Regions from separate parts of the Danio rerio genome. Here regions 1 and 3 are each linked to region 2. A link is a contact called in public Hi-C and HiChIP or PLAC-seq data. All regions are on one chromosome and are shown on one strand. Each heading gives the region's core, a stretch centred on a gene start, on an enhancer-like site or on the middle of the called end of the contact. The rest is flanking DNA. Distances are from core to core; before and after follow the strand shown. Region 1 holds the start of mgrn1b (mahogunin, ring finger 1b). Region 2 holds the start of dnmt1 (DNA (cytosine-5-)-methyltransferase 1). Region 3 holds the start of icam3 (intercellular adhesion molecule 3).

Region 1 (4,471 bases), core at 1,605-4,104, 240 kb before region 2:
GTCAGAGTGTCAGGGTTTATTATGCAGCATCCCGTTAAGCTGTCAGGAGAGGTGGTGGTTTGGTGGTGATTGACAGGGTGCGCACGCGATGTGTCTGAGGAGAGATGCGGTGGGGAGGGGTGAGAAGGGTGCGCGACGATGCCTATTTGAGGATGGGAAGGGAGAGGCGAGATTACCGGGAGATCATCACTCGTTTGCGGGCATCCGGAGACTCGCGAAACTTCCCGCCATACTCATAATTCTCTCTTCATATAGCCGTAAGCCTATTACATATCCATAAAACACTGTGATATAACCGCGCACGGATCGGATCGCTTTCTCACTGTAATCGAACAGCTCCAGGGTTCGTTTCAATCGAGCCGAGACCACCTCAATCAAACAATCTCGGAGCGATTACTTTGGCGCGGAACAGAGTGCGATTGCCCTGTTCACATATGCCAAACGAACTGCGCTAACAGGGCAAACGAGACACGTTCCGAATAAAAAGTGTAGGTGTGAAAGCGCCCTTAGACTTTAAAACACTTGAAGAAATTAAAATCAGACGTTCTGATTGTTGTTGTCATTTTCAACTCTCTGGTCGGAGAAACTAGGTTGTTTGGAGCTGGTCTAGCATGACAGCATGACAGCACCTACTAGGGAAGTGGGTATAAAGGTAGCAAGACCCCAGTCAAATTGGTCAAATTTGGATAAACATCCTATGAATGTCACACAGAAAATATTGGCAAATAAAATTAGTTTTAATAAATCCATTTTCATCTCATCTCTCTTTAAAACAGACACCACATATACTAATATCACATTAATGATTTTTTTTTTTTTGTAATATACTGTGTGCAGCGCCACTGGCACAGTGGGTAACACAATCGCCTCACAGCAAGAAGGTTGCTGGTTCGAGCCTTAACTGGGTCAGTTGGCATTTCTGTGTGGAGTTTGCAGGTTCTCCCCGTGTTCGCGTGGGTTTCCTCAGGGTGCTCCGGTTTCCCCCACAGGTCAAAAACATGTAGTATAAGTGTAGTATAAGCTATATTATCCGTAGTGTGTGTGTGAATGAGTTTGTATAGATGTTTCCTAGTGAAGGGTTGCAGCTGTGTAAAACATATGCTGGATAAGTTGGTGGTTCATTCCGCTGTGGCGACCCAACATTAATAAAGGGACTAAGCTGAAAATAAATGAATGAATGAATGACTGTGTGCAGTCCTCATATATTTACAAGCAGAAAGTCAGAATCACTGATTTTACTGTACCTGCACTGGACGGTTGCCGAGAAAGTTGAGATCCATATTTTCCCCAAAAAGGTAACCCTCGGGATGAGGAGTGTCAAATTTTTCTCCACCCATGAAAAAGTGGCTGGCAAAATAGTTTCCTTGGGAAAAGAAAACAATAATTAACCAATATATGACACATCTAACCTAATGTTTGAACAGAAAAACACTATAAATACTGCATAATCTGTCTGGCCTTGTGTACAATAAAATAATCATAGCTGACATTCAGATTAGACAGTAGGGTTTACATAAATTTATGTAGCATTCCATAATGTTACATATAAATATAAAGTACTACTGTTATTCGTATTATGTGAATAAAAGAGTTGTATAACAATAAAAGCCTCTATTTGTATAACAATAAAAGCCTCTGACGTTTCAGTTTTAGTTTTTAAGAGAAGAACATTATTAGAAATTAAGTTTGGGACATGAATAAATAAAATGATAAAACATAGATTTATATTCTGACGCTAACTGTATTATTAATAAAATAACTGGAGGTAATATTGATGCATTGATAATTGTTTAATAAGTAAATCATTATTATTTATGTACTTTATTTATGTAGGACCATGGTTCTGTGAGACACGACTTGTCATTTCACTTTATGTCAACACATGCAGCGGAACAACAAAGCTCAACTTAAACTAATATTCTTGGTTGTAAGTGCAATTATTCTTATATTTGTAATTAATTTATATTTTCACTTCAAATAAGCCATTTTAATGTAGTTAAAGGTGTCTATTTTAAAATCCAACATCTGCTACTGGATACTAGTCAAATGTACTCTAATAGCCACTGTATGAATTATACTCTACTAATCATACTATAATTGACTTAACTTTTAGAATCACATCTGGTGAATCAATTGACAGCAATTGATTGACTAATTTATTATTATGGATATTAATCCAACTTATCTGAGATGATGAGTGTTTAACTCACAATGCAAGAGAAGACCAACAGCAGCTTTTATCAGCCTTAACGTTACCTGATTTTGGAGGATATCTGTATGCAGAATTGGCCTGGATGTCGATGTCTTCAACACCAGCGATTCTTCGACTGAGAATTGAACCCATTTCTCCAACTCAATCCGATCAGCACTAACGACAGCGGTTATTAATGGTGTACAACAACAGCTAGCCAGCTAATCGTAGCTGCGTAATGTCAGCAACGCTTCCGAACCGACTGCTTGTTCAATTTAACATGGCATGTAGTTAATTGACATTTCTTCTCTTCGGAGTCGAATCTGGTACAGTCGTGTTTATATGATGTTCAGTTCAGTCAGCTGGATCAGTCTTGACACTGGCTAACTGACTAGCAAGTCAGCATCTAGCCAGTTAGTTCATCTGTCACGAGCAGAGACTCAATAAAACAAGATGCAAAGAAGCACACCAGAAATAACAGTAAACTCTAAAAAGCAAGGTAAATGAGGCGAGGGAAGGATTTTGTCGTCTGGTTTGTTTTCGATTTAAAAGCAGCAGCTCCTTCGTGAAAACACAACACAAGGAAATCGTTGTTGCGATGCTTCCCTGCGAAAGTTGTAGCATATCGCCTCGTGATTGGCTGAGCTCGTCATGAGACCTATGAGCTCGACCAATCAGAAGAGCCTGAGCTTTTGTCACTGCGACCGCGAGAATCCTTTCATTGTGGTCAAGAAGATGGTATATTTTATATTTAAAAAAATAATTAATTCTTTGGCTGCCATAACTTTTAAGAAACAAGGCAAGGACAAATATTATCTAATACATTTATTTATTTTTCCTGAAAAATTATTTTTGCAGAAATGTAACTTTCAAGATGCTAAACCCTATTTCCTCTTTAGTTTTCTGTTGTTTGTGTATTTTTCTACCTCAATACTCTTCTTACATCCTACAATTTCAAAGCCCTCAAAACTGTCTTGTTATGTCATTCTCATAATATTTTCCTAACTATATAACTTATACCTTTATACTTAATTGTTTTTGCCCCTGAAATTGTTTATCAGTTGTACACACTTTTTCATTTTGTTTTATGTGTATTCTTTATGAAAATCAATAAAAATATATATTATAGTAATACAAAAGATTTGAGACATTAAAAAATATATATCTATTAAATCCAAAATGGTGACCATAATGAGTAATAATTACAGTTAGCCTATTGCATACGATGCCCATATTCTGAAACGGAGGGTTTCTTGTAGGCTACTAAAATGAAATATGTGCATTATTATGTTTGACTGGTAAAACAATTATCTAAAAAGCACAATTAATATTAACATTAAATAGAAATCACACAAATATTCATTCATTTTCTGCTGCTTCTCCAGGGCCGGGTCACGGGGGCAGCAGTCAATCCAGCGTGTCCTGAGTCTTCCCCGAGGTGGGACATACCTGGAACACCTTCCTAAGCATCCAGGAGGCATCCAAAACAGATGCCCGAGCCACCTCAGCTGACTTCTCTCGATGTGGAGGAGCAGAGGCTCTACTCAGAGCTCCTCCTGGGTGTCAGAGCTTTTCACCCTATACGAGTGGCCCTGCCACCCTTCGAAGGAAATTCATTTTTAGCGCTTGTATTCGAGATCTTGTCCTTTCGGTCATGACCCAAAGCTCATGACCACAGGTGAGAGTAGGAACGTAGATTGACAGGTGGAGAGCATTGCTTTTCGCTCTGCTCCTTCTTTACCACAACGGACCGGTACATCGACCGCATTACTGCTGCCACTGCACCAATCAGCCTGTCAACAGAGATTACACAAATATATTTATTATATTTATAATGATGACAAACACTCGTGACAAAATTAAAACAAATATAAATGAGATTGAGTTGTATTTAGTATTTAAATTTTCAGAAATAAAGTGCTTATTTTACTTTTGCTACAATGACTAATACTTTAATAGTTGTTTTATGCGTGAGAGTGGATCTTAGGTTTATTATTTTTCACTTATTTTCAGCACATTTTAGGCCTTTTCTCAACAAATGTAATTGTCTGTATGTTTGATGTTTGTTGCCATGTTTTAGTGTACTAGTGCTGTTTTGAATATGAGGCAAATTAATCCTGGTTTATGTACAAAGATGTTTTTTTACATAGAAAATATATTAACTGCAAGTAAAGTGTTTACTAAAATATTTAAAATAACTTTAAAAGATCAAAAGCGTGAGTGAATTGTTCCATCGTCACTGAGACTATAACAACACACAACAACAATAATTGATCAACT
Region 2 (4,610 bases), core at 273-2,772:
AATGAAAATAAATTTAGGGTGGTCAATCGATATGAGCTGACAAAAGTTTAGAAAGCTTTACAACACTTTTTGTTTACATCTGTTTTATAGATTTTTATAAAATGTAAAAAAAAATAATTAAATGCTTTGACACGAGGAGAAGCTTTATCAAATCTACATTTGTGAATAGAAAATTTTGCTACAATCAACATATAATTGCACAAAAATTTAATTTCTTTGTTTTTCATAAAAATATCAAATTTCACAATGTGATAGCCAAAAACAGGTATTACATTTTTTTTGTTATCGACCCCCTATATAATCTGTCCCAAAAGGATTTTAAAATAGTACAACTGTATATATATATATATATATATATATATATATATATATATATATACACATACATACATACATACATACATACATACATATATATATATATATATATATATATATATATATATATATATATATATATATATATATATATATATATATATATATATATACACACACACACACACACACACACACACACTTTCAAGCGGAAAATGCAAGCATTACTGTCTAGAATTCTAGAAAACTCATTACATGGATAAATGCCATTAATTGTTTTGAAGTGTTCTTCTTTCATTTTAGGTAACAAGGGAAGTGACAGGTATCTATTTCTTACTTCAATAGTGTCCGCCTTAGAAAATCTCTTTTCTTTTTACAGGAATAGGGAAATATTCTATTATAATATTCTATAATTGTAAGTAGAACTGAAACTTAACTAGCTAGCCAGCTAATCTGGCTTCATGGTACAGGCCCCTGTTTGGCCTAAAGAAAGATATGGGTGGTGACAGAAAAGGTGTGACTAGTCTAAAATAAAAATTTCGTTTAAGTCATATAAAGCATTCAAAGTAGACCATTAGGATATTTTTTCTATTTGACATGCCTGTTTACTGCATTTATTTATCATTCGTTGTTGTTGTTTAAGTGTCTCTATTGCATAAATAAATGTATTAACTTATTTTGAACTATGTCACAGTTTTGTTGTCGCAGACTCGCAGGAGGAGCTAAATATTTCAACAGGAAGCGTTAATGAATTCATATCTTTTATTTTTCTTTCTCTTTTCGAAGTTATCTTTCAGTTAACAACGTTAATTGTTGATCTTTTGTTAATTGTATACATGTCAACACTACTTTATGTGCTTTAAAAAAATAAAAAAAAGGAGGTAATGAAATTCATGGGCAAATATGCACCCCTGAGGCAAAGCAAATGTGGTACATCCCGTAATGGTTGAATCTCCTAAGGGGTGAACATGAAAATAAACCTTGAAATGAGCTTAATATTTGTTATTCCTTTACCCTTAACGTATACATTTAATAAACCGAATTAGACCCAGATACACTCACAACACTCTCACTGATTTATTTTAAAACGAAACACAAACGCACAACTTCTTTGACACCGTCCATCCCCGTGCTTTAAATGAATGGTAGCGTCCGACTCACCCGCGTTTCCGCGCGAAAAGGCGGCCCGCGCGTATTTCTCAGCTGCTAGCGACAATTCATAAAGCCCGTTGAGCCTCTCCAGCGCGCGCTGCAGTTGGCACTGTCACATATTAATACCCGCTTTTATCTGTTGTTGTTTTAAATCGTGTTTTTAAGTAGTCAATTCCTTTGATCAAAATCGAACTTGAAATGCCTACCAAGACCTCATTGTCTCTGCCAGAGGATGTCAAAGAACGGTATGGTGCTGTATTTGCTTTTAATGCCACTGTGATGGTCGTTTGCTCATTCGCGGGCTTTACACGCTTCGCGCTGCAGACTGATCACGTCACAAAACGGCAGTTCGGTTGTTTATGTGTGCCATTTTTAAGCGAAAAGAGATGCTGTGTTTTTATTATTGTTAGCATTTAGCCAGGCTACGAACGTTCTGCCCGCCACCAGCTCGCGTTTCGTGGGTAAAACAGGCGATTGTTTTGATGCGAACAGCCTCGCAGGTGTCAGTATGACTGCATTTGGCGCCAAATACACATGTGTCCTAGTGAAGCCCTGCCCGCCTCCTGTCTCCCTCTGCTCAATCACTGCACGAGTCATTACAGTTATACCCACGAAATACTAATGAATTCTGTGTACTTTCTTAAAGACACGATTATCTGAAGTGGTTTTCGTGAATCTGGTCTGTCCATGCGTGTTTGTTTACTCGCGTTGTCCAACAATGTGTTGAGATGAATGCGTCCAGTTCAATAAATTTTGGATTTATCAACGTTTATTAAATGTTATTTATACTTGAAGTGGTGATTGTGCAATGCTAATTGGATGTTTGTTTATTTTTCTAGGCTTCAGGTGTTGGATGAAGGTGGAGACAGTTTGTCAGATGAGGTAAACATTTACGTTACTGCGTATGAGTTCAAATGAAATTAGGTGGTTACTTATTGCATGTCCACACTAACACAAAATAACACAATCCCTTTCATTCAGAATGTACAGTTTAACCGTGTAGTTGTTGTGCATCTGGCAAAAGGCTTTCTTAAACTGTTGGCCTTTTAAACTGTATAAACAGTTTTGTAAAGAGGCTTTTGATATACAGTTTACAACATGAATCATTAATAAGAGTTTCAGTTTGTATACTTGTGCTCTTTTTCAAGGCTATTTTGTTCAAGTAGTAAGACTAATGCCTTCACTGAAAGTTCTGAGAGTGCTTTTTTTTTTTTAATTGCCTCACCAAGATTTTTTTTTTTATTGCATTTCTTATCTCCCAATGTCGCTAGTAGACAAACACAGTCCTATCTTTCAACACATCCCATAATTTCGAAAACATCAACCTCTACCAAATGGTTAATGTCAGTTTATGGTAAAACTATCGGAATAATTACATGAAATACTATTTAAAAAAAATAATTAGAAAACATGGTGCAAGACCATTTTATTTAAAAACAGTCAAAATAAAACTTTGAATACTAAATTACTTTTTAGAAGGATGCCATAAACTATTTCAGATTCTCATTTAATGTGTTTTTAGTTGTTGTTGTTGTTGTTGTTGTTTTTTTTTTCTACAATAAAATAGTGTATTATTGCAACAGGATTGATTATTTTGTTTTGTAAACCAGCAATGCTGTGCGTAAACCATTATTTTATTATTTAAAACAATTCTTTAAATAACTTTAACAGTCATTATTTAAAACAAATATGTCAAAATATGGTCAACCATTTGGTAAAGCAGGCAGTTAAAGAGTTAACAAGAGGAAATATTCACTTTGAAGACATAAAATGCATAATAAAATGGTGCCATTTGTACGTCACACATTTTACTAGCACCTTAGTTAAGGATGCAAGTAGGCCATTTTGTTACCCAAAATGTGACATGTGAAAACTGCAGCTCTCTCATTGGCTGGAGAGAATCATCAGTACTTGCGTCATTGGATTTGCTGTGTGAAATAACAAACCAGTTGAATCAGCAACAGCCACTGCCAGATTATTTCAATGAACCGTTACGCAACTTAAAATCGCTATATCATGATCAGCAGACTTTTAACGTGAAAACGCCTTTTAGTAACCTATGAAAACTCACCACATCCTGAATAACTTACCCCGTTTGTCATATTTACAGGAAAGCCTAAATGCTTTCATACATGTAGATTAATCCTAAAGTTTTAACGATTGCTGAAGGAAACGCCTTTTGCCTCATTCAAATCAAGGAAAAATTAATCATGCGTGTTGTGAACTGTACATCGGAGTGTTTGATCTACCCAGGTGAGATCACATGCGAGAGGTGAGAAAGAAAAACTTAAGACCCTTAAAGTAATAGTTAACCCAAAAAAAGTATCAACACATGACTTGCTCCCCCTCACACCATCCTCAGTGTACAGATTTTTGGATAAAAACCTTTCAAATTTGTACCAAAACTGTTGTCCTGATAACCACTCTTGTCTTGGGACAATTTCTTATTTTTTTAACAACTTCAAGTGTTGGTGACAATGCACATTATGCATGACTGTCAGAGTCGTATGCAGAATGTATGGCTTAAGGAGTGAGTAAATGATGGAGTGATTTACATTTTTTGGGTGAAATATTTCTTTAACATATTTGTTGGTTTGCATGAGCCCAAAATACATTTGAAGTAGGGTCCAGAAGGAATTAAACACTCCTATAAACTAATAGAGGTGTTGCAACTGTCCATAACCCACTCTCTCTGAAGAAGTGCTCGGGTTTTTCCACGGGTCAGGGAGTAGTGTTGTTATGCTCTGAAACCATGTGCCTCTATTGGAAATTGTGCATGTAAAAGATGGCATATGTGAATGGCCCTTAGTTAAAATCCTCCTCAGCCATGGTGAAAATTAGCCTTTGATCCAGTATGCGTGCGTTTTGTGTACAAGCTTGAACTTTAAACTAGCGCACTGTTAGTATAATTTTTAGTTGCAGCAGTTTTGTTCCATGGAGAAACTCTGTGTTGAGAAGCATTTACGATTAATTAACAGTGACGAATTAAACCGCGGTTGATAGTGAAATCGGTTATCATTGCATCCCTACTCTCGGATTGATGCTTAATGACAAAAAGGTGGTTTCAGTCTTTAATTTGGGGTACAACCCTTGTGGCATAGGTGAAGTACATGCTAAATATTGCAAGTCTTACAGTTGAG
Region 3 (4,792 bases), core at 1,698-4,197, 140 kb before region 2:
CATTATTCATTCATTTACGTAGCAATGCCCTAGCAATCACCTAAGAACCACTCTGAACACCCTAGCAACCACCTAGCAATGCCCTGGCAACCACTCGGAATACTCTACAAACTGCTTAGCAACACCTTAGCAACCACCTGGAGAACCCTAGCAACCACCTAGCAACGCCTTAGCAACCACTTAAAACATCCAAGCAATGACTTAGCAACTACATTGCAACCACTCAGGACACCCTAGCAATGCTTTGACAACTGCCGAGCAACCACTCAGACCACCCTAGCAACCAACAAACAATGCCTTAGCAACCATTCAGAACAACTAAGCAACTGCCTAGCAACCACGCAGCAACAACCAAGCAACAGCCTAGCAATGCCTTAACAACCACCTAGTAACCACTCAGAACACCCTAGCAACATCTTAGCAACCACCTAGCAACACCTAAGCAACCACTCAGAACACCCTAGCAACCATTCAGAACATCCTAGCAACCACTTAGCAACACCTTTGCAACCACTAAGAACCCCTATCAACTGTCTAACTAGAAACCTGCTTACCTATTTGTAGTTATGACTGTTTTAAACTTCTTCAAATCTACTTTAATTATTTAAACTTTAAAACTACTTTAAACTTTCAGACGAGGCATTCTCAAACACCATAAAGTTTGTCTATAAATTTGACTTTTCTGGTTTTTTAGCATATCAGTTACAGATTATAGCTGAGATCTTGTGTCAGAATTGGTCAAATAACCACATGATGTTATTAACGCTGTCACAATAATAAATGTATCAACTTATTGCATAGTACATGAACACAACGTCAATAATTTTTGATAACGCAATATATATCATCCATCGATGTCAGGAATAATCTCTAAAAAAGGCAATTTTGGAGTTTTGCTGATTTTTAAAATATCACGTAATCAATAATAAAAACTTACACACTTCATATGCATTAATATTTTCCTCCATGGTATAAGGTAAGATTTTAGGAGCCAACATTAAAAAAAAAAGTATGTATATATATATATATATATATATATATATATATATATATATATATATATATATACACACACACACACACACACACACATATATATATATATGTGTGTGTGTGTGTGTGTCAAAAAAACGAATATATTTAGCTTTTGTCACAGTTTACACGCTTTAGGAACCTAATTTTAATGGACATATATTAACTTCTATTGACAAACGACTACTGTATAAAACACTGATCCCTATCTGGGGAGACTCACAAATGGTAATAATAAATGTTTATTATGCGAGTTATATTTTCGAAAATCACAATTGCATCATCATCATCATCATTATCATTTTCATTCGCTTATCCGGGGCCGGGTCATAGGGGCAGCAATCTTAGGAGAGAAGCCCAGACTTCCCTCTCCCCAGACACTTCTTTCAGCTCCTCTGATATAAGTTATAAATATATAAAAAATGTAATAATAATTATATTAGAAGGATTTATTGGTCAGTGTTCCTTCAGCCATCGTTTGGAGATCTCATTTCAAGATGTCAACTGGAATGAGACTTAAGATCTCCAGAAGTTTTTGTATAACAAATAAAAGTAGATATCATTTAAAACTGTTCATCGTTCTGATGAATGTGCTTTCTGTAATGCTAAAGAAGAGAGTATTGCTCATTTATTTTATGATTGTATTTATACACAATTATTTTGGTGTGCTTTTTTCTTTTTAGTTAAGCAGAGAATGAATATTGAATTGCAATTCAAAGATAAGTTTTTTTTTATGAGAATGCTGTTGATTTAAAAACCTGGTATATTGCTAATTTGCTCATTATATGGAACATTTTTTATTCATAAATGTAAATGGGCAGTGAAAACACTTTCACTCACTTTAAAATAGAAGGTAATTTACCTGTGTACAATAAAATATTAATTATCTTAAAGCCTTAAATCTACTATTTGAATAATTGTATTTTTTTATATTTCTTATCGTATTTATTTTGATATCAATTTAATGTTATGTTATTGCCCTTGTATCTGTGTTCTAAATTGCAATAAAAAAAGCGAAAGGGATCTAAAGGAAACTTTTTATAATGAAATGGTATCGCGCCCCCTTCTGGAATTTGAAGACAATATTTAGACTTCAACATTTACTGAGCAGAGTCGTTCGGTGCCAAACACAAGAGAGGGAGAGAAAACACGACGTTACATACCTTGTTTTCAGCTTCTGTAAAGTTAAAATCAGCCTAGCCTACACAACTTTGCGTCTAAAACCACCAGCTTTAAACTTCAATAATCGTATTTTCACTTGACGTGTACATGTTCGCCTGATGGTGTAACCATGGCAACATGGCTTAAAATACACAATTAGACAGGTAAATAAACTTAATCTATATATAAAATCTGAGCCACGATAGTAAATGTATCGCCTATTCTCTCCATCACCGGCTAACGGGACTTTCAGCCAAGTTTCTCTTTCGGTCCGGTACTTACATAGACTCTTTCTCTTTGTTAGACGTGAAAGCTATCAAATGAAGTGCCATTATGGATTACTAGCGTTATTTCTGTATTCCAAATTCATCCACAGTTGTTCGGGTTAAACCGGTAACATGCAAAACAAAGTGGCGCAGTTATTCTCTAGCAAATGTAAACAATTAGAAAGCGCTTAACGTTACCTGCAACTAGTGAGAGAAAACAAATTCCGAGTAGTCCTATATGGGACATCCGTGAAGATTTGCCGAGAAAGAACGACCCTTTCTGCATTTTCAAACTAGGTTCAGCTCGAGTCCTGGGCTTTAGTATTGTCCTGTCACTGTTGTAGATCTGGTTACACTTCGACCACTGAGAGAATAAAAGTGAGAGTGAGCAGCGGTTTAATCAGCGGAACTGCCCCTTCCCTTGTGTAGACGAGCTGTAATGAAGATTACTGGAATGTCCCGTACTCTTAGGGGAGCAGCAACTGACTAAACTAAAACTCCGTAGCTCCTTCTTATTTCACGGTATTTCACTTCCAGTTTTACATTCACATGACCCACCGTCACACTGGAAATCACCAGAAATTCAGCAAAGCTTATGATTTGTCATGAAGAGGATAGTTCACTAATTACTACACTACTACACAACGAATAACTTACACTAAAAATGCTGGTTTATTTAATTCCAAATTTGGTAAAATATGGGCAAACTCAAACGATATGGTTTACATTTGGTCATTGAATCGCCAACTTATCCAGCATGTCTTACACAGCCAGATGCCCTTCCAGCTGCAACCTACTGGGAAACACCCATCCATTCTCACATTCACACAAACACCCATAAACAATTGCCAATTTAGTTTATTCAATTCACCTACATCGCAGTCCACCTATACTGCCTTTGGACTGTGAGGAAAACGGGAGCACCTGGAAGAAACCAAAGCCAACATGCAAACTCCATACAGAAACGCCAACTGGCCCAGCCGAGAGTTGAACCAGCGACCTTCTTGCTGTGAGGCAACAGTGCCAACCACTGAGCCATCGTGAAACCCAAATAGAAGTTTCGAACAAAAACATAATTATTACATCCGTGTAAATGTGTCTCCCACCCCAAATCATGAAGCATTTCAGCAACCAAATCAGATTATTAAAAATTAAGTTCATTGCATTCATTATTTTTTGTTGTAAATCAACGTAATTTCAGATAAAAACTAATTATTTACAACGTAGAGATCACTTTAAGATAAAAAATGTGGAAAAGAAGACTGAATGATTAAAGAAAAAGAAAGTAAAATAATAAATTAACAAATAGAAATACAATGAAAAAGGCTGGAATTGCTCACCACTTTCAAATCCCTAAATGCACCATTGCCTAAACTAGTTTTGTTTGCTGACACCAAGAACAAAATGCTTACTTATTACAAATTAACACTTAGGCGCAGTGGCCCAGTAGGTAGTGCTGTCGCCTCAGAAGGTTGCTGGTTCAAACCTCGGCTCAGTTGACATTTCTGTGTGGAGTTAGCATGTTCTCCCTGCATTCGCGTGGGTTTCCTCTGGATACTCCGGTTTCCCCCACAGTCCAAAGACATGCGGTACAGGTGAATTGGGTTGGCTAAATTGTCCATAGTGTGTGTGTGTGTGTGAGTCTGGATGGTGATGTTTCCCAGAGATGGGTTGCGGCTGAAAGGGCATCCGCTGCGCTAAAACGTGCTGGACAAGTTGGTTTATTCTGCTGTGGCGACCCGGATTTATTAAGGGACTAAGCCAACAAGAAAATGAATGAATGAAAAATATAAACTTTCTTTAACTTGTCCAATTTTTTAAAACACAAATGCTATATCAATGCTCTGCTCAGCGTCCTGTTCATATATATATAAAAAGACCAACCTTGTATTCCAAACCATTCATGAATTACAGGCATTTATCATATGCTGGAAATGAGGAATGACAGTTAATGGTGTTAATCAGTGTTGGCCCGATAACAGCTTCAGTGTTAACTGATTTACCGTCTGCATAATTTACAAACAATCTAATAATAAACTCATAATAAAGCATAAATAAAAAATCAATTAATTATTCAACAAGTTCTGATTAATTCCTAAGAATATGTGAATAAAATAATGACCCACAAGGATCAGGAAATAAAGGAAACTCAGTGAGAAGCTGATAAGAAGCCAGGAAGCAGTGAAGTATCTGAGATTGTGGGAGTGAAGTATCAGGTTCTCACTGAAGAACAAAACTCCCTGTGTATTTTAGTGGACAGGGGGAACTTAATAACTATGCTAAGAAGCAGATTTGCACTTTGTCTTTTCTGTCTTTTGTTTTTCTTAACTTGA

Evidence for each region. A called contact is a pair of places that touch in the nucleus more often than the background predicts. HiChIP or PLAC-seq counts read pairs in DNA pulled down with a chosen protein or histone mark.
Region 1: a Hi-C map of hematopoietic stem cells shows a contact between it and region 2, with 3 times the contacts expected there. The contact joins the promoter of mgrn1b here to the promoter of dnmt1 in region 2. A contact is called at or near these places in 3 of 18 Hi-C or Micro-C datasets (caudal fin, hematopoietic stem cells and an unstated tissue) and 3 of 4 datasets of contacts at active chromatin or transcription factors (caudal fin, embryo and gastrula embryo).
Region 3: a contact with region 2 is called in an H3K4me3 HiChIP or PLAC-seq map of gastrula embryo, with 8 times the contacts expected there. The contact joins the promoter of icam3 here to the promoter of dnmt1 in region 2. A contact is called at or near these places in 1 of 18 Hi-C or Micro-C datasets (caudal fin) and 3 of 4 datasets of contacts at active chromatin or transcription factors (caudal fin, embryo and gastrula embryo).

What each region holds. Positions count from the first base shown.
Region 1 is chr3:57,393,873-57,398,343 of GRCz12tu, reverse strand. It overlaps mgrn1b (mahogunin, ring finger 1b), which reads right to left and starts at 2,854. Exons shown (of 16, transcript NM_001144782.1): 1 at 2,257-2,854; 2 at 1,245-1,363. The coding sequence starts at 2,344.
Region 2 is chr3:57,150,295-57,154,904 of GRCz12tu, reverse strand. It overlaps dnmt1 (DNA (cytosine-5-)-methyltransferase 1), which reads left to right and starts at 1,522. Exons shown (of 34, transcript NM_131189.2): 1 at 1,522-1,715; 2 at 2,310-2,352. The coding sequence starts at 1,669.
Region 3 is chr3:57,288,646-57,293,437 of GRCz12tu, reverse strand. icam3 (intercellular adhesion molecule 3) reads right to left here and starts at 2,947. Exons shown (of 7, transcript XR_012401252.1): 1 at 2,658-2,947.